Linked DNA regions of Ovis aries: region 2 is linked to region 1. A link is a contact called in public Hi-C data. All regions are on one chromosome and are shown on one strand. Each heading gives the region's core, a stretch centred on a gene start, on an enhancer-like site or on the middle of the called end of the contact. The rest is flanking DNA. Distances are from core to core; before and after follow the strand shown.

What was found. Hi-C and Micro-C count contacts between places; a contact is called where the count stands out from the background.
Region 2: a contact with region 1 is called in a Hi-C map of liver, with 2.4 times the contacts expected there. The contact joins the promoter of MRPL21 here to the enhancer-like site in region 1. A contact is called at or near these places in 12 of 16 Hi-C or Micro-C datasets (blood, liver, mesenteric adipose tissue and 5 more).

Annotation. Positions count from the first base shown.
Region 1 is chr21:42,589,387-42,596,967 of ARS-UI_Ramb_v3.0, forward strand. It overlaps CPT1A (carnitine palmitoyltransferase 1A), which reads right to left. Exons shown (of 19, transcript NM_001009414.1): 2 at 5,566-5,718; 3 at 2,648-2,787. The coding sequence starts at 5,706. Among named protein-coding and RNA genes, the nearest start is that of TRNAW-CCA, 6.3 kb to the right of the region's middle. Within about 2 kb of position 1,650, at least 1 of the 54 cell types and tissues checked has an H3K27ac peak or open chromatin away from gene starts, as enhancers often do. A contact at or near this core is called in liver, where this site is marked.
Region 2 is chr21:42,650,960-42,658,548 of ARS-UI_Ramb_v3.0, forward strand. MRPL21 (mitochondrial ribosomal protein L21) reads right to left here and starts at 3,298. Exons shown (of 7, transcript XM_027959395.3): 1 at 3,191-3,298. The coding sequence starts at 3,290. It overlaps IGHMBP2 (immunoglobulin mu DNA binding protein 2), which reads left to right and starts at 3,376. Exons shown (of 15, transcript XM_042238100.1): 1 at 3,376-3,512; 2 at 5,118-5,287. The coding sequence starts at 3,427.

The DNA of each region.
Region 1 (7,581 bases), core at 400-2,899:
GGGCTCTGGGGGAGGCCACGACTTCAGGGTGTTGGGGATCCTCTCCAGCAAGAGTGTGCAGAACAGTCCTTGACCCTTGACCTGGGAGCTGCTGGCCTGTTAACCTGGTCTTTCTAAATCTGGGCCAAGGATGGCCCAGTTTATTGCAATTGGTTTACAGGGAGGAAGAAACAAATCTTATAAAGACTCAGATTAGAAAGGGCTTTAAATAGCCGACGTTTCTAAATATAATCCAGTGTAAAGAGACCGCCCGCCATCCAGGGTAAATTAAAAAGTGTGTTAAACCCAAGCAGGCAGAGATATAGAGATGAGCTGTCTATAGCGGGGCAGACCTGTGACTCTCCGGAAAGAGAGGGTGGAGACATGGGCAAGGTGATGAAAGAGAGACGGAGTCTCCTGCTCGGGGACCCTGTCGGGACTCCCGGCCCCTCAGGCAGACCAAGAAGTCTGGCAGATGCGAAGCGCAGGTGTGCATTCCCTGCGGGGATGGGTTTGTACCCAGGGCCTTGCAGATGCTGACAGAGGTGTGAGCAGGGGTTCTGAGGTGGCTGGGGGCTGCGGGTGACTCAGAGCGCCGCACTAGCTGCCAAGCACCCCAGGGCCTGGTGCACAAGGAGCAGCTGTCGGCAGCGAGGGGCACCGGCCCAGACCAGGGAAGATTCAGACCTTTCCGCCAAAAGCGCTTAATCCTTTCTTGACCGTGATCAGAATCAAACTCAGTGTTGAACCGTGAGCTTTCTTTCATGTCGCCTTTTGCCACTTTATTTTCCTGTCCTTTTCCGAAGGCAATATTGAATTCCAAACAACCAACTTAGTAAAGGGCCCAGAAATTCATCTGTTTATCTTGGGCCCAACCCCAACACTGCAGCTATGGCCCAGAGACCCGGTGGACACACCTGGGCTACAGTCTGTCCCCCACCTCCCTCACAAAACTCCCAGCCCCAAAAGCAAAGCTCAGGAATCCCCTGGTGGTCCAGTGGTTAACACTCTGCCCTGCCACTGCAGGGGGTGCAGGTTTGATCCCTGGTCGGGAAACTAAGATCCCACCTGCTCTGAGGAACGGTCAAAAAATGAAGAAAATTTAAAAAAAAAAAAACAAAAAACAAAAAGCAAAGCCCAAATATGGCACAAGGACTTGGGGATTATCATTTCTCCAGTCACAGACCTAAAATGTTCACCGATGTCAGCAAGCAACCCATGAACAGGATCAAAGGTCTGGCTTGGGACAAGACACAGCCAAGGTGGAGGCACTAGGCCTTTTCACCAGAAAAGAGAAACTGGTATCCCAAGGGAATTCCCTTGCAGTCCAGCGGCTAGGACTCAGCACTTTCACTGCTGAGGGCCTGGGTTCTATCCCTGGTTGGGGAATTAAGATCCCACAAGCCTTATGGCACAGCCAAAAGAATAAAAATGTGCCTTTCAGAGCTGCAATCACAGTGTAATGGAGGAGGGGCGGGATAGGCTCAGCCCCGTGCGGGTCCCATCACTGGGCCCCTCAAACACCGATGAGGCAGAGGTGCTGTCCCTGCCTTTGTCTGGCAGGAAGGTTCTCCGCGGGGAGGTTCAGGGCCTGCTGAGCGGGGCACAGGGGTCCGAAGTGCTGCGCAGAGCTGGGTCTGGAGCCCAACCTCCCCACTTCCTCTCCATGACTCTGGCAGGAATCCACATCTTTTTTTTCTCAGTATTTACTTGTGAATTTATTTGGCTGCACAGGTCTTAGTTGCAGCAATCAGGATCTTTGATCTTTGCTGTGGCCTGCGGGATCTTTACTTGTGGCATGGGAACACTTAGTTGCAACATGCGGGGTCTAGTTTCCTGACTGGGGGTTGAACCTGGGCCCCCTGCGTTGAGTCTTAGCCACTGGACCCCTAGGGAAATCCCAGGAGTCTGCAAGCTTGAGCGTTTCCTCACTTTACATCAGAGAGCCCAGTGAGAGAGGTCACTGCAGCGCAGGGGCCACAGGGCAGGAGATGATAGCGGGAGACAGGGTCACCCCAGGACCGGAGGGAAGAAAGGACATCAGAGAGGCTCCACAAAGACCCTCGAGGGCACGGCCAGCATTCCCACACGAGACCCCAGGCACCACATACCTTGAAGGAAAAGTATCAACCAAAGGGTTCTCCAGGCCAAAGCTCACAATATTTTTTTTTTTTAAGCCTATTTCAAGCTCTTAGAAAACTACAGTCACTAGGATAGAGTGTTGGGGGTCCCCCTACCCAGATTCTAAGTCACTCAGACAAGGAGCTGAGCAGCTGAAGTCTCCCCAGAACCCCCCACAGCAGTCAGCTCTCAGAGTCCCAGAACTCCAGGCTGGCCCCCTGTACAAGGAAGACACCATGTCCCGAACCAGTGCCTGGGACAAAATTCATTCTGAGGGCCCCCTGGCCAGGCTAAGTGGACTGGCAGGCACCCCAGGACAGAGGCTGCTCTTCACACCTCCGGGCTTCAGAGAAAGAGTGAGAAGGGACCCCAAACTCCCCAGGGGACCTCCCCAGGACATGGGGAGAAAGCTGTCGTGAGAATTGTAGCAAAAGCCTCAAAGAGAATATCCAGAACAGACCGCCATGCCGTTTGAAAAGATAGAAAAATGGCAGCAACAAAAAAGGGTCACTCCCTAGACCCTTTGAGATTTGAGAGGCTTACTCACGTCGTGTCCAGGGTCCGATTGATCTTAGCGATTATTCCCAAAGAGGGGTCAATCTTGGCGTACATGGTCGACATCACGCCCACAACCACGATGAGCCAACTGGAGGGACTCGCTGGGTACACGCCGGTGATGATGCCATTCTAGAAACAGACAGGAGCGCCGTGAGCAGTGCCCCAGGAATACTGGAGTTGGTGGCGGTTCCCTTTGCCAGGGGATCATCCCGACCCAGGGATCACACCCGGGTCTCCTGCATCGGCAGGCAGAGTCTTTACCACTGAGCTACCAGGGAAGCTCCTGAGTCAGAAACTTCTCTAAAACCGTCTCCCTGGAGAGTGACCCCAGGACATTCGAATCACCCTAAGTTAGAAGCCTTAAGTTAACATACGGATTCCTTAGCTCCCCTGAGACTGACTCAGGGACACTGGCCACCTTGCCCACCATGATGTCCTCTCCACAACCTGCTGCGTCCGGGATGCCCCAAGACCCTCACTCTCAGATCACCCCTCTCGCTGCTCCTGAATCAGACACTGCTTAACCGGAGGTATTAATAGCTATAGGAGACCTCACTCCATGGCCAGAATCTCCCGTAAGATGCTTCAGCCAAAGCCCCGCAGCAGCCCCTTAAAAAAAAAATGTAGCAGGAAAAAGGGTTAGGAAGAAATAGGACCTCCAAGCCGGCAAAATGTTGATAGTTGTGAAAATGAGTGATGTGACTTTATTATAGCTGTGTGCCTTTATTATTTTACTTTTGTGTATGTTTCAAGACTTATAATTTAAAAAAAAATTCATACTGAAGTCATGTTAATAAGAGATTGATTTGACCAAGATAACGGATTAAAAAAATTCTCAAAGCTTTACTGAATTCTCTTAGGAGAGACTACCATGTTATTCTCATTATTGAGAGGTATGGAAGATTTTAAACAAAGTGGTTGCGGGTGAGGGGCAGGGGCAGGGAGGGGGGTGCCTTCTGGTGTTCTCCGAAGTTCTCTGAAATGTTCTTATAAAATAAACAGACACATTAAATGATAACAGGGGAAAGAAGGTTCTAGATAAACAGCCTCCACTCATCACACTTCCCACCCTGCAGCAGCTCTGCCAGCCTTGGCCCCACCCCCTACCCCTGTCTCTAGGTCCCCTAGAAAACCACGGGGTCAGGAAGGTACAAGGAGGCTCCCAAGGTCAGGAGCACAGAGGGCACTTCTCTCTGCAGGTGGCGCCCTCCTCCACTCTGAGTGGGTCACAGCAGCTGGGGTCTCAGGCAAAAGACTATGTACCTGATGCGAAGAGCTGACTCATTAGAAAAGACCTTGGTGCTGGGAAAGATTGAAGGCAGGAGGAGAAGGGGACGACAGATGATGAGATGGTTGGATGGCATCACCGACTCAATGGACATGAGTTTGAGCAAGCCCTGGGAGTTGGTGATGGACAGGGAGGCCTGGCATGCTGCAGTCCATGGGGTCGCAGAGTCGGACGTGACCGGGCGACTGGACTGGACTGAGCTGAAGCTGGGCCCCAGGACCCTCCAATAGAGCCAGGGGACAGCTGTCCCACCAGGCCAGGCCTGGCCATTGCTCTCACCCACTCCAGCTCCAGGCCTTTCTCAACAGCCCTCCTCTGAGCTGCCCTCGGAAAGGAAAACTGGACAACAAACCCAGTTTTGCTCAGGAATGTGGAGCGGACACTTTTGATACACTTTCAACTTGCTTGAATTTTTTTAAACATGCATTTGTCCTTCTGTGACTTTCATTTTTTAGGAGAAGGAGGATCTATTATTACTGGCAGTGAGAAAAGAGAACCCTGGGGACTTTTCCCAGCACTTATCTCCCCGAACAGCAAAACTGAGGAAGTTTCCAGCGAAGAGTATGTGCATATTCACGACTGCTGTGATTTTTAAAATAAAATGAATTAAAAATAAGACACATCGGAGTTCCCCGGCCATCCAGTGGTTAAGACTTCACCTTCCAATACAGTAGGAGCGAGTTTCATCCCTGGTCGGGGAATTAAGATCCCCCAGGGGCCGCCAGCCCCAAACCCAAAGACATAAAGCAGAAGCCATGTTGTAACAAAGTATTTCAATGAAGACTTTAAAAAAATGTCACTCTGCGGCCTCTCCGGGAGAACTATCTGAAAAGGAGTGGATGTTTGTATGTGTATAACTGACTCACTTTGCTACGCGCCTGAAAGGAACGCAACGCTATAAATCAACTATACTCCAGTGAAATTTAAAAAAACAAGACACATGGCTAAAAACAGCGAATAAATGTCCACTCTTGCCGGTAAACAGAACTGAGAACTTTGCATCTGCGCAGCCACTCAGCTGTGTCGCGTCCCCACGGACTGGAGCCTGCCAGGCTCCCCTCTACCTATGGGATCTTCCAGATGGGAACACTGGAGTGGGTAGCCAATTCCCTTCTCCAGGCGATCTTCCAGACACAGGAAATGAACCTGCATCTCCTCCACTGGCAGGCAGACTCTCTGCCCCTGAGCCACCTCGGAAGCCCGCATCCGCATTCACGTGCATCTTTTTCAGTGGTGGACTATTTCATCAGTGAGATGCCTGCTACAGAAACTCTCTGTGGTTTCACACGGATGGAAAACAATCCTCTTCCTGTGAAGTGTAGAGAGGCCCAGACTCAGAGCTAGAGACATTTATTCTCCTTCTACCCCAAAGGTCACTTAACTTCCCTGAACCCCGATTTCCTCATCTGCCCAGAGGGTCCCAATTCACCCTGTCTGCCTTACAGAATTTCTCCAGGAATTCAGTGAGCCAATACATATGAAATTGTCTCCCAGGCCTTAAGGACCAGGAAACATACACAAGCTGCCAATTATCACGGACACACTGAGACTTCAATAGAACCTGGAGTTCTCAAATAGGAAAGCGAATACTGGACAGATTGAAGCAAGTGTCTGGAAACCTTGAATCTGATGAACTTCTTCTTCCAGGAATGAAGTCCAGACAGATAGATCTGCCTGAGGGCCTCATGGCTCATTCGGAGGTCGATGCCATCCGGGGTGACTGTGAACTGGAAGGCGACGGCTTGGTGGGCTTCCGCCATGTCAGCGAGCTCCTGGAATGACAAGGGTGAACAGAACATGGTGAGTGCTGACCAGACTTTAGAAAATCCCTTGTTGTGGTTGCTGTTTGCTTAGTCACTAAGTCGTGTCTGACTCTTTGCGACCCCAAGGACTGTGGCCTGCCTGCCCCCTCTGTCCACAGGATTTCCCAGGCAAGAATACTGGAGTGGGTGGCCATTTCCTTCTATAGGGCATGTTCCCGACTGAGGGATTGAACTGGTACCTCTTGCATTGGCAGGCGGGTTCTTTACCGATGAGCCACTGGGGAAGCTCCTATGTAGACGTGTGATCAATTCTGAATTTGACCATTTCCTCCCATTTGATAAATTGAATGTTACTCATTAACACACCTGGTTGTGATTGCCCATCACCTCTCCCTCCCTGCTCCAGCGGGATACAGACAACCCATTGCTGCCTCTGTTTGGAGGCGCTGGGTGGTCAGCAGAGTCCAGGAGCTGGAACCCTTCACCCCTAGGCCCCTGGCCATCCCACCAACCCTGCCTCCAGGCAACAGGCAGCCGGACCCTCACCTGACTGGAATCCTGAATCCCAGGGCGGTCTAGCAACTTGCCGTGCCAGGGCAAATCCCATCCCTACCCACCAGGCAGCCTGGAGGCTGGCACAGAAAGTCCTCAGACACATCCATAACAGCTCTGATCTTTTATCTCAGGTGGGAACCAGGGTCAACACCACACACCTTGGCTACGCGGTAGCCACTCCACAAACCACTTCAGGTTCTAGAAGACTCCAGGAAAACCCAGTGCACAGAACCCTGGGGCAGGGAGCGGGCCTTCCTCCCGGAGACTTAGGAAATCAGACAGCTGCCACACTCATCCCCTGAAGGTTTGGCCCTCCCGGCTGGTTTCCAGCCTCTGCGGGGAGTGCATTTCATTTTCTTGCTGTAAATATTTGTCCTTTCACCTTCTTCCTTGACCAGCTCCTGACTCACCTCTTCCCTCTTGGCTTCCCAGACATTAGCCCTCCCCCGATCTGCTGAAAGTGCCCGATGGCACCACCTCCTCCTAAACCCTGTGCCAACAAGCACACCTGCACACAAAGGGGCTAAAAGTATATCAGTTCAGTCGCTCAGTTGTGTCCAATTCTCTGTGACCCCATCGACTGCAGCACGCCAGGCTTCCCTGTCCATCACCAACTCCTGGAGCTTCCTCAAACTCATGTTCATCGAGTCAGTGATGCCAAAGTTCGTAGTAAACCAGAATAAAACCCCAGAACTGTGAGTGTGCGTATCCCTAGTGCAGGCTATTTTCCCTTTTCTCACCATGCAAGCCTCTTGGGCGCAGACATCAAACCCATCAAAATCAAGGGTAATGTGGTTTCAAAGACTTGTTGTTCAGTTGCTAAGTTGTGTCCGACTGTTTGCAATCCCATGGACTGCAGCACCCCAGACTTCCCTCTCCTTCAGTATCTCCCTGGAGTTTGCTCAAATTCATGTCCATTGAGTCAGTGACGCTATCTACCAACTCATCCTCTGCCCCTCCCTTCTCCTTCTGTCTTCAATCTTTCCCAGCATCAGGGTCTTTTCCAACTGAGTTGGCTCTTTGCATCAGGTGGCCAAAGGATTGGAGTTTCAACTTCAGCAACAGTCCTTCCATGAATATTCGGGACTGATTTCCTTTAGGATGGACTGGTTTGATCTCCTCGTAGTCCAAAGGACTCTCAAGAGTCTTCTCCAACACCACAGTTCAAAACCATCAATTCTTTGGTGCTCAGCCTTCTTTGTGGTCCAACCCTCACATTGGTACATGACGGGAAAAGCCACAGCTTTGACTAAATAGACCTTTGTTGGCAAAGTGATGTCTCTGCTTTTTAATACACTGTTTACATTTATCATACTT
Region 2 (7,589 bases), core at 2,048-4,547, 63 kb after region 1:
TTCTGCCGGCCCTGCTGATTCTTAACCTGAAACAGCCTGACTTGAATCTAACGAGACGGGGAGCCAGCTCAGCTGCCTGCATCCTGACCCTCAGCGATGGGTGACACAGTACATGTTATCTTAAGCTGCTGGGTTTAGGGTAACTCAGGACACGGCATCAGATAATAATACACCTAGGGACAAAGGCACCCACAGCCTGCTGAGAAGGGCCCAGAAACAAAACGCGCCATGCTTAGGTGCTAGAAGCAGAGGGCCGATCTCTCAATAACTACTGTTGGTTTTTCAACTGAGCTATAATTTGTATGCCATAAAGTTGACTCTTTTAAAGCTCACTCACTAGCAGCTGCTCCCAATTCCTGGTCTCCTGAGTTGGTTTTTCCTGCCCTCCACCATCTCGGTGTGCTTGCGATCTAGACCCGGGTCTTTGTGCTCAGTCGTGTCCCACTCTTTGTGGCCGCATGGACTGCAGCCCGTCAGGCTCCTCTGTCCATGGGATTCTCCAGGCAAGAAGGCTGGAGTGGGCTGCCCTAAAACCTGGTTCTTACCTCTTCTTTATGTATGGCCTTTCCTCTGGGATTACATCTGTTTGAATGGATTTCAGCGTCATCTGCACAACCCTGACTCCCAAGTGGACACCTGTAGCCTGGACTCAGACACGACAGGCCTGTCTGCTGATATCACCTGGTCGTCACCTGTCTCAGAACCTAACAAAGGCTCCTGATCTGCCCCTCCCGCCTGCTTCTCCCACACCCCTCCACAACTCACATGATGGCGACTTCACCCTTCCAGCTGCTCAGGCCAAAAGCCTCAGTCATTTATGACTTTTCTCTCTCACACCCCACAGCCACGAACCTGTCAGCAAATCCCCTGCCTCTTTTTGAGACATCCAGGCTCTGACCACTTCAATCAGCCAGGCTGCCTGGCTTGTAACTGATACCCTGCTCTCACCCTTGCCTCTCTCTCTGCACAGCAGCTAGAAGGCAGGGGACTTCCCTGGTGGTCAAGAGGTTACGACTTCACTTTTCACTGCAGGGGGCACAGGTTCGATACCTGGTTAGGGAACTAAGATCCCATATACCGTGCAGGGTGGGCAAAAATCCCCCCAAAACCAGAAAAACTGAGGACAGACCAGGTTACTATTTAGGGTAACCCTCCAAGAGCACCCCATTTCATTCTGAGAAAAAGGCAGTCTTCACAGTGGCCAGCAGGGCAGCTGGTAGTGTGACCCCATCTCTCTGGGCCTTGCCTCATGAGTTTCCCCTTGTTCCCGCACACCTGCCATTCGGGCCTCCTGGTTATTCCTGGAAGATGCCAAGTACAATGGCCTATGCCTTGACTGCTCGTCCTCGGGACAACCCCAACCCCAGGAGGCCCCGTAGTTTAATCCCCTATTTCCTCTGGGTCTCCACTGAAACACCATCTCACTAGAGAAGGCTCCCCCAACCATCCTATTTAAAATTGAACACTTTCCTCCCAACTCGTGCTTTATTTTTCTCCATAAGACTTACCAGCTTTGGACCTGCTACGTAATTTGCTTCTTCTTAGGCTTCAAACATACTATGTAATTTGCTTCTGCATAAAATTGCTCATCTCTCTGCAAACGCCTCCCCCCGTTAGAATGTGAGCTCCGTCCGTAAAAACAGGGGTTTGTTTTACGAATTTAACTGATGTATTCACCATCCTGGACCAGACTCTGACTTGTAATGGATGCCCAATAAATGGCAAATGAATGAATGAATGAAATCTCTTCTAAGCCATCAAATGAAGCCCCTGCGGAATACCCCACAGTTGGGAACTCACGATTGGCCTCTCTTGAAAGCCAGGTGGCTCAGTAGTAAAGAATCTGCCTGTCAGTGCAGGAGATGCAGGTTCGGTCCCTGGGTCAAGTAGATCCCCCAGAGGAGGAGATGGCAAGCCACTGTGGTATTCTTGCCTGAAAACTCCCATAGGGAAGCCTGGCGGGCTATAGTCCATGGGGTCACAAAGAGTCGGATACAACCAACAGACTGAGCGCGGCTGGGAGCCATCTCCCTGGTGAAAGCTCAGAAACTTCCTGCACCTGATCTGCCTCCCTGTCATTCCTGCCTATGGCCTTAGCTTCGCTCCGACCTCACTGGGAACAAGTGTGCACCCTCCTGTCCCCCAGGACCATCCTTCAGTCCCTGTGAACTGTGATGGTGTCCGCCCCGTTTCCTTCACTGACTCTTCAAGATCCTGCCTCTTCACCGTTTTGGTCGCCCTCTCTTTACTCAGCTCACTTCACCTGTGTTTCTATCTGAAAACGGGGGTGGCGGGGGTGGGAATTGAGCACAGCATTCTAGAGGTAGGTCTCTGTTGGTAGAACAAAGTAAGTCCCACCGCTTTTTATAAAAACTTCCCTGCCTGCTTAAACCCAAGTTTCATTATGGAAAATGATAAGCACACAAAAGTCAAGAGAATAGGGAGTCCTCCTGTATCTCTTCCTAGACTCAACAGTCATCAACTCATAGCCAAGCCTGACTCATTCACAATGTCTCTGCTCCAACACTGTGGTGTATTTTTAAGCAATTGTCAGGGTGACTTCTACGAAAGAAAGCATCTTAAAAACAAACAAACATAACCACAACATCATTATCATACCTAAACAAGGGAAAACGTCTCTACATACATAAACATTCTTTCACACAAATATACACTCCAAACATTTTGAGGAGAGGTTTATAGTGTTTTTGACCAACAAAACCTTGCTGAGCTTCATGACAACTCAGTGCCTAAAATACAGGTGTAGCTTTTGCTGGACTGGTTACCTCTGGGCAAGGACATTCACCACCATTTTCCAGATGAGGACAAGGAAGCTTAAAGAGTGGCTTGCAGCCTGGGGAGTGATGGTTAAAGCATAGGCTTTGGAGCCGGGCCAAGCTGTCTGATTCAGTCCTCTCCCACTTCCCTGCTGTACGACCAAGGACAAGTTACCTAACCATTCTGAGCCTCAGGTTGCTCCCCAACTTAAATGGAGCGTATACGGAAGATGGCGAGCTATCACCAATATTTAAGCTATTAACTAAAGGAACCAGGGTCTGAACCCAGGGTTTCCACGACCGGTAATCACCGCCATCAAAAAAAGCGATTAACACCGGTCAGACGCAGACCCACGTGGCAGGGCGCCCCGTGTGCCCAGCTTCCTCCGTTCACCCCGCGGGGCGGGCCTCACCGGCTCCGGGTCCCGACGCTCTCAGGACGCTGCGGCTGCATGCAGACGCCAGCCGCCCGAAGGTGACCGGCAGGGCCCTGGCTGCCACGGCCGCCGCCATCTTCCCGCAGCCTCCGCCGAGAGCGGAAGCGGAAGTGGTGCGAGCCTGGTGCGTCGACGCACCGGGTCCGGCCGGGAGCAGCGCCGCGCGCGGCAGCCGGACCTCAGCGGCTCTGGGCCCGGGCCGGCCTGCGGCCATGGCCTCGACACCTGTGGAGAGCTTCGTGACCAAGCAGTTGGAACTGCTGGAGCTCGAGCGAGACGCGGAGGTCGAGGAGCGCAGGTACGGCCGCCGGCCCGGGCCTCTCGGGGTCGGCCCGGCGTCTCCCCCAGGGTCCCCCCCTCTCCCAGCTGAGACCACACAGATGAAGCCTCCGGGGGCTCGGCCTGACAAGCTTAGGGCCGGGATTTGCCCTCCTGACTGTGAAGGGGGCTCGGCCGCCTCCAAGGATGGAAGCCTCTTCCCCCTCCGGGGCGGCCCGTTCCGTTTTGGGGACCCACCTTGGGAGGGTCTTCTCCCCCTGAAGTGCCCCTCTGAACTTTGCCCCGTGGGCCCAGCCTGTCTCCCCACTTCCATCCCCATCGTGTTCCCCCGTTAGTGTTTGCGCCTGTTCCTTGCCGGGCCTCGAATGAGATGCAGTCGTTGATAATGGGCCCCGGGCGACCGGTGTGAGCGGAAGGGCCCGCTTCCAGCCTGACAGGTGCTGAGCTGTGTGTGCAGGCCGAGTGCTGTGGAGGGGGGTGGGAGCAGGACCGCCGACCCTGCGGAGCCTTAGTGGCGGATGGCTTCCTGGAGGCGGTGGTGCTTGAGCACAGCTTGCAGAAAAATAAGGGTTAAAGAGTTTGCGGGGAGGAGTTTCCTGGAGGAGATGTGGGAAAGCAGCGCACCCCTGCAGCCAGAGCTGGAGCCCTGAAAACGTCGGGCTTTCACCCCAAAGGCTGAAACTGAGAGCTGACATTTATTGAGGGGTGTAAAAACACTCCATAGGCATCAGTCGCTTTAAACCTCACATCAGCTCTGCGAAATTGGTTACTGCGGTAACCGATTCTCATCTTAGGTCTAAGCAGGCTGGAACAGAGAAGTTAAGTCACTTGCCCCAGGTAACACAGGGTGAACCAGGATTTGGGGTCACGCGGGCTGATGCTAGAGTTTGTACTCAACCACTGTGCTGCCTTCGTGGAGAGGATTTGATTTAGAAGTTTTTGATTATGATGGTTGAGAGTTGGGAGTCCTGTTGCCCTCAGTGGGATCCGCGCCCCATCATTTATGGCTGGGTGACTTTGCAGCCTTAGTCATCTTGTCTGTAGAATGAGATCATCCTTACAGCAAACCAGTGAGGTGGGAATGCAGTGATCTAAAAGTCAAGGGCTCAGCACCGTCCGTAGTACAGAGTAAGCACCCGTGGAAAGATGCACAGGGGTCCGATTGAGAAGGGCCTGGGGAAGAAGCTTGTGTTATAGTGCGTGTGTGCGTGTGTGTGCGTGTGTGCGTGTGACGAGCTGCATGTGGGATCTTAATTCCCCAACTGGGGATTGAACCTGTGCCTCCTGAATTGGAAGCACAGTCTTCACTGCTGAATGGCCAGAGGGGTCCCTCTTATCCTATATTCTTGGGCAGAGGATGGCCCTTGGCAGTGAGGGTGCAGGGGTGGATTCTGGGTGCAAATGGGGGGCCCTGGTGGGACAGTGACTCAAAGGGCCCAGGAGAGAAGGCAAAGGTGAGTGCGGGCGCTGTGAGGAGGGCATGGGGGTCTGTAGGAGGAACAGGTTTGAGAGGAGGCAGGTTTGGAGTTTCCCGTGCATAGACTTCCTCTGTTCCTCCTGCATGTTTGGAAGTAAAAACTGGTAAAATATAAATACTGAAGTCTCAACATTGGGTGTTTCCCAGATCCTGGCAGGAAAATGTCTCTCTGAAGGAACTCCAGAACCGAGGCGTCTGTTTGCTGAAGCTGCAGGTATCCAGCCAGCGGACCGGGCTGTACGGACGGCTGCTCATTACCCTCGAGCCCAGGAGATGTGTGTCTGCAGCTGTTCTTCCCAGTAACAGCTTTACTTCCGGTCCGTACCTTGTTGACAAGGGTGTGCGTTGAATATTGCAGTCTTCAGATGTGGGCTGTAAAGATCTGGTCACATGGGACCAGCTGGGGAATAAAGCTTTGCAGTGGAGAACTCTTGCTTAGAAATCCAGCAGTTACGAGGTTTTCTGGTAGGTTAGATCAGCACTCTCCAGACAGGCAGACACCAGCTGAACACCTGAAATATGGCTGGTGATTCCTGCTCATGTAAAATGCACAAGAGATTTTGAAGATTTAGTACTGTTAAAAAAAAAGAGAGTAATTTCTATGACTACCAATTATGTTTTGAAATGAAAATATTTTTCATATATTGGGTTAAATAAACTACTAGTAAAATTAGCTGTTTCTTTTTGGTTGTTTAATGTGGCTTCCCAGGTGACTTAGTGGTAAGGAACCAGCCTGCCAAAGCAGGAGACATGGGTTCGATCCCTGGGTCGGGAAGATTCCCTGGAGAAGAAAATGGCAACCCACTCTAGTATTCTTGCCTGAGAAATCCCATGAACAGAGGAGCCTGGCAGGCTACAGTCCATGGGGTTGCAAAGAGTCAGACATGACTGAGCTCACACACACAACAACACACAAATGTAGCTGCTAGGAAACGTAAGGTTACACATGACTCTCATTTCTTGTTTTTTTTTTTTTTTCCCCATAATATCACAGTATATATATATATATATATATATATATATATATATATATATATTTAAGTTTTATTTTTAATTGGAGGGTAATTACTTTCTAATGTTGTGTTGCTTTCTGCCATACATCAGCATGAATCAGCCATAGGTATACATATGTCCTCTCTCTCTCGAACCTCCCGCCGCCTTCCCTCCCCATAGCTCTGGACCAGATGATTCGTTGTACATAGCTATGTAGTCCCAGACCTTCCTTGTACTAAGAACACTTTGGCTAAGCTTGTGGCAGCCCTGTTGGAAAGAAGGGGCAGTTCGAAGAAGCTTCTTAACCTCACACCTGGGACTCTCGTTTTCAATCAGACCTGGAAACGGAGACAGCAGCACCGCCAAGCACTGCACGTTCTCTGGAAAAGTCTCTCAGCCCTGATTTGATGATGACAGGGTTTGTTGGGTTCATATTTTGACTTTCTGGCCTCTTGCCCCCCGCTTGTTGGAATCCTGGCTGCATTTGGAGACAGATGGGAGGAGGGGAAGCTGATAGTCGGAGTCAGATCTTACACACTGTGTTGCTGAGGGGCCAGGAGTCAGTCACCTGTCCTCTAAAGACAGTCGAGCTTTCGGCCTTACCATCAGGATTAAGTGGGCAGGACCGAATGTCCCTGCTGGGCGTTTGTAAACTCTGCAAACCAAAGGCAAAATGTATTATGTTCAGTTAGGAAGTGCTGTGGAGGGCAGGACCTTCGAGGTTGATGAATAACTGAAAAACAGAAGGTTGGAGGAAGGTGGTCCTTTAGGTGGAAAGGCACAGATCTGAAATCTGATGTGTTGCGACAGCTCCCGATCAGACATAGGTGGGGTTGGTTGTTAGGTTTCCATCTTCTGAAGAGCAGTTTTAAGGCTGTGTAGCTTAGAGATGTGAACTCTGCCATGTGGGCCCCACTCGGGGCAGCTGGTGGGGAAGGCACAGTGGGGTTGGAGCCCCCGGCACTCAGCCCCATGGAGACTCCCCCACCCCATGCACAGAACCAGACCTTGGGCCCAGGCAGGGGAACTGCTGCCACCTTCTCTTTGTCTTTAAAAGTTGGGGAGGGAGACAGGAAAGATTCAAGGTACAGATGAAACTCATTTCCTAGAAGGAAAATAGGTCAGGACTAAAATCACGTCTGGTGCCTGGTTGATATGTGGCGTGGACTCTGACTCAGAATAAATGGGGTGTGAGTACGTGGGGGGCTCTGGCTGAATCTCCACGTGGACTCTGGTTCGGGCAGAACTGTTGGTGTTCAGGGGACAGAAGCACTGAGCCTGGCGGGCTTGGGCAGGAAGGGGCGCGTGGGCTGTGATCACTGGCAAGTGGCCCTGGGCACGGAGGGGTCGCCTGGGCCTGAGCCTGGCGGGCTTGGGCAGGAAGGGGCGCGTGGGCTGCGATCACTGGCAAGTGGCCCTGGGCACAGAGGGGTCGCCTGGGCCTGGCTCCTCTCTGCATCTTGGCTCCGCCCTCTCCTGGGTTGGCTCCTTCTCAGGCCCCACGGGGTGGCAGCTCCAGCCTGTCCATCTGCCCTGGTTTCTGGTCTAGGGGGAAGGGTGAGGGCCTCCTTCCAGCTTGCCTGGGCAAAAGTCTAAGGCTCCGATTGGCCCCAGGCTCACCCCCGA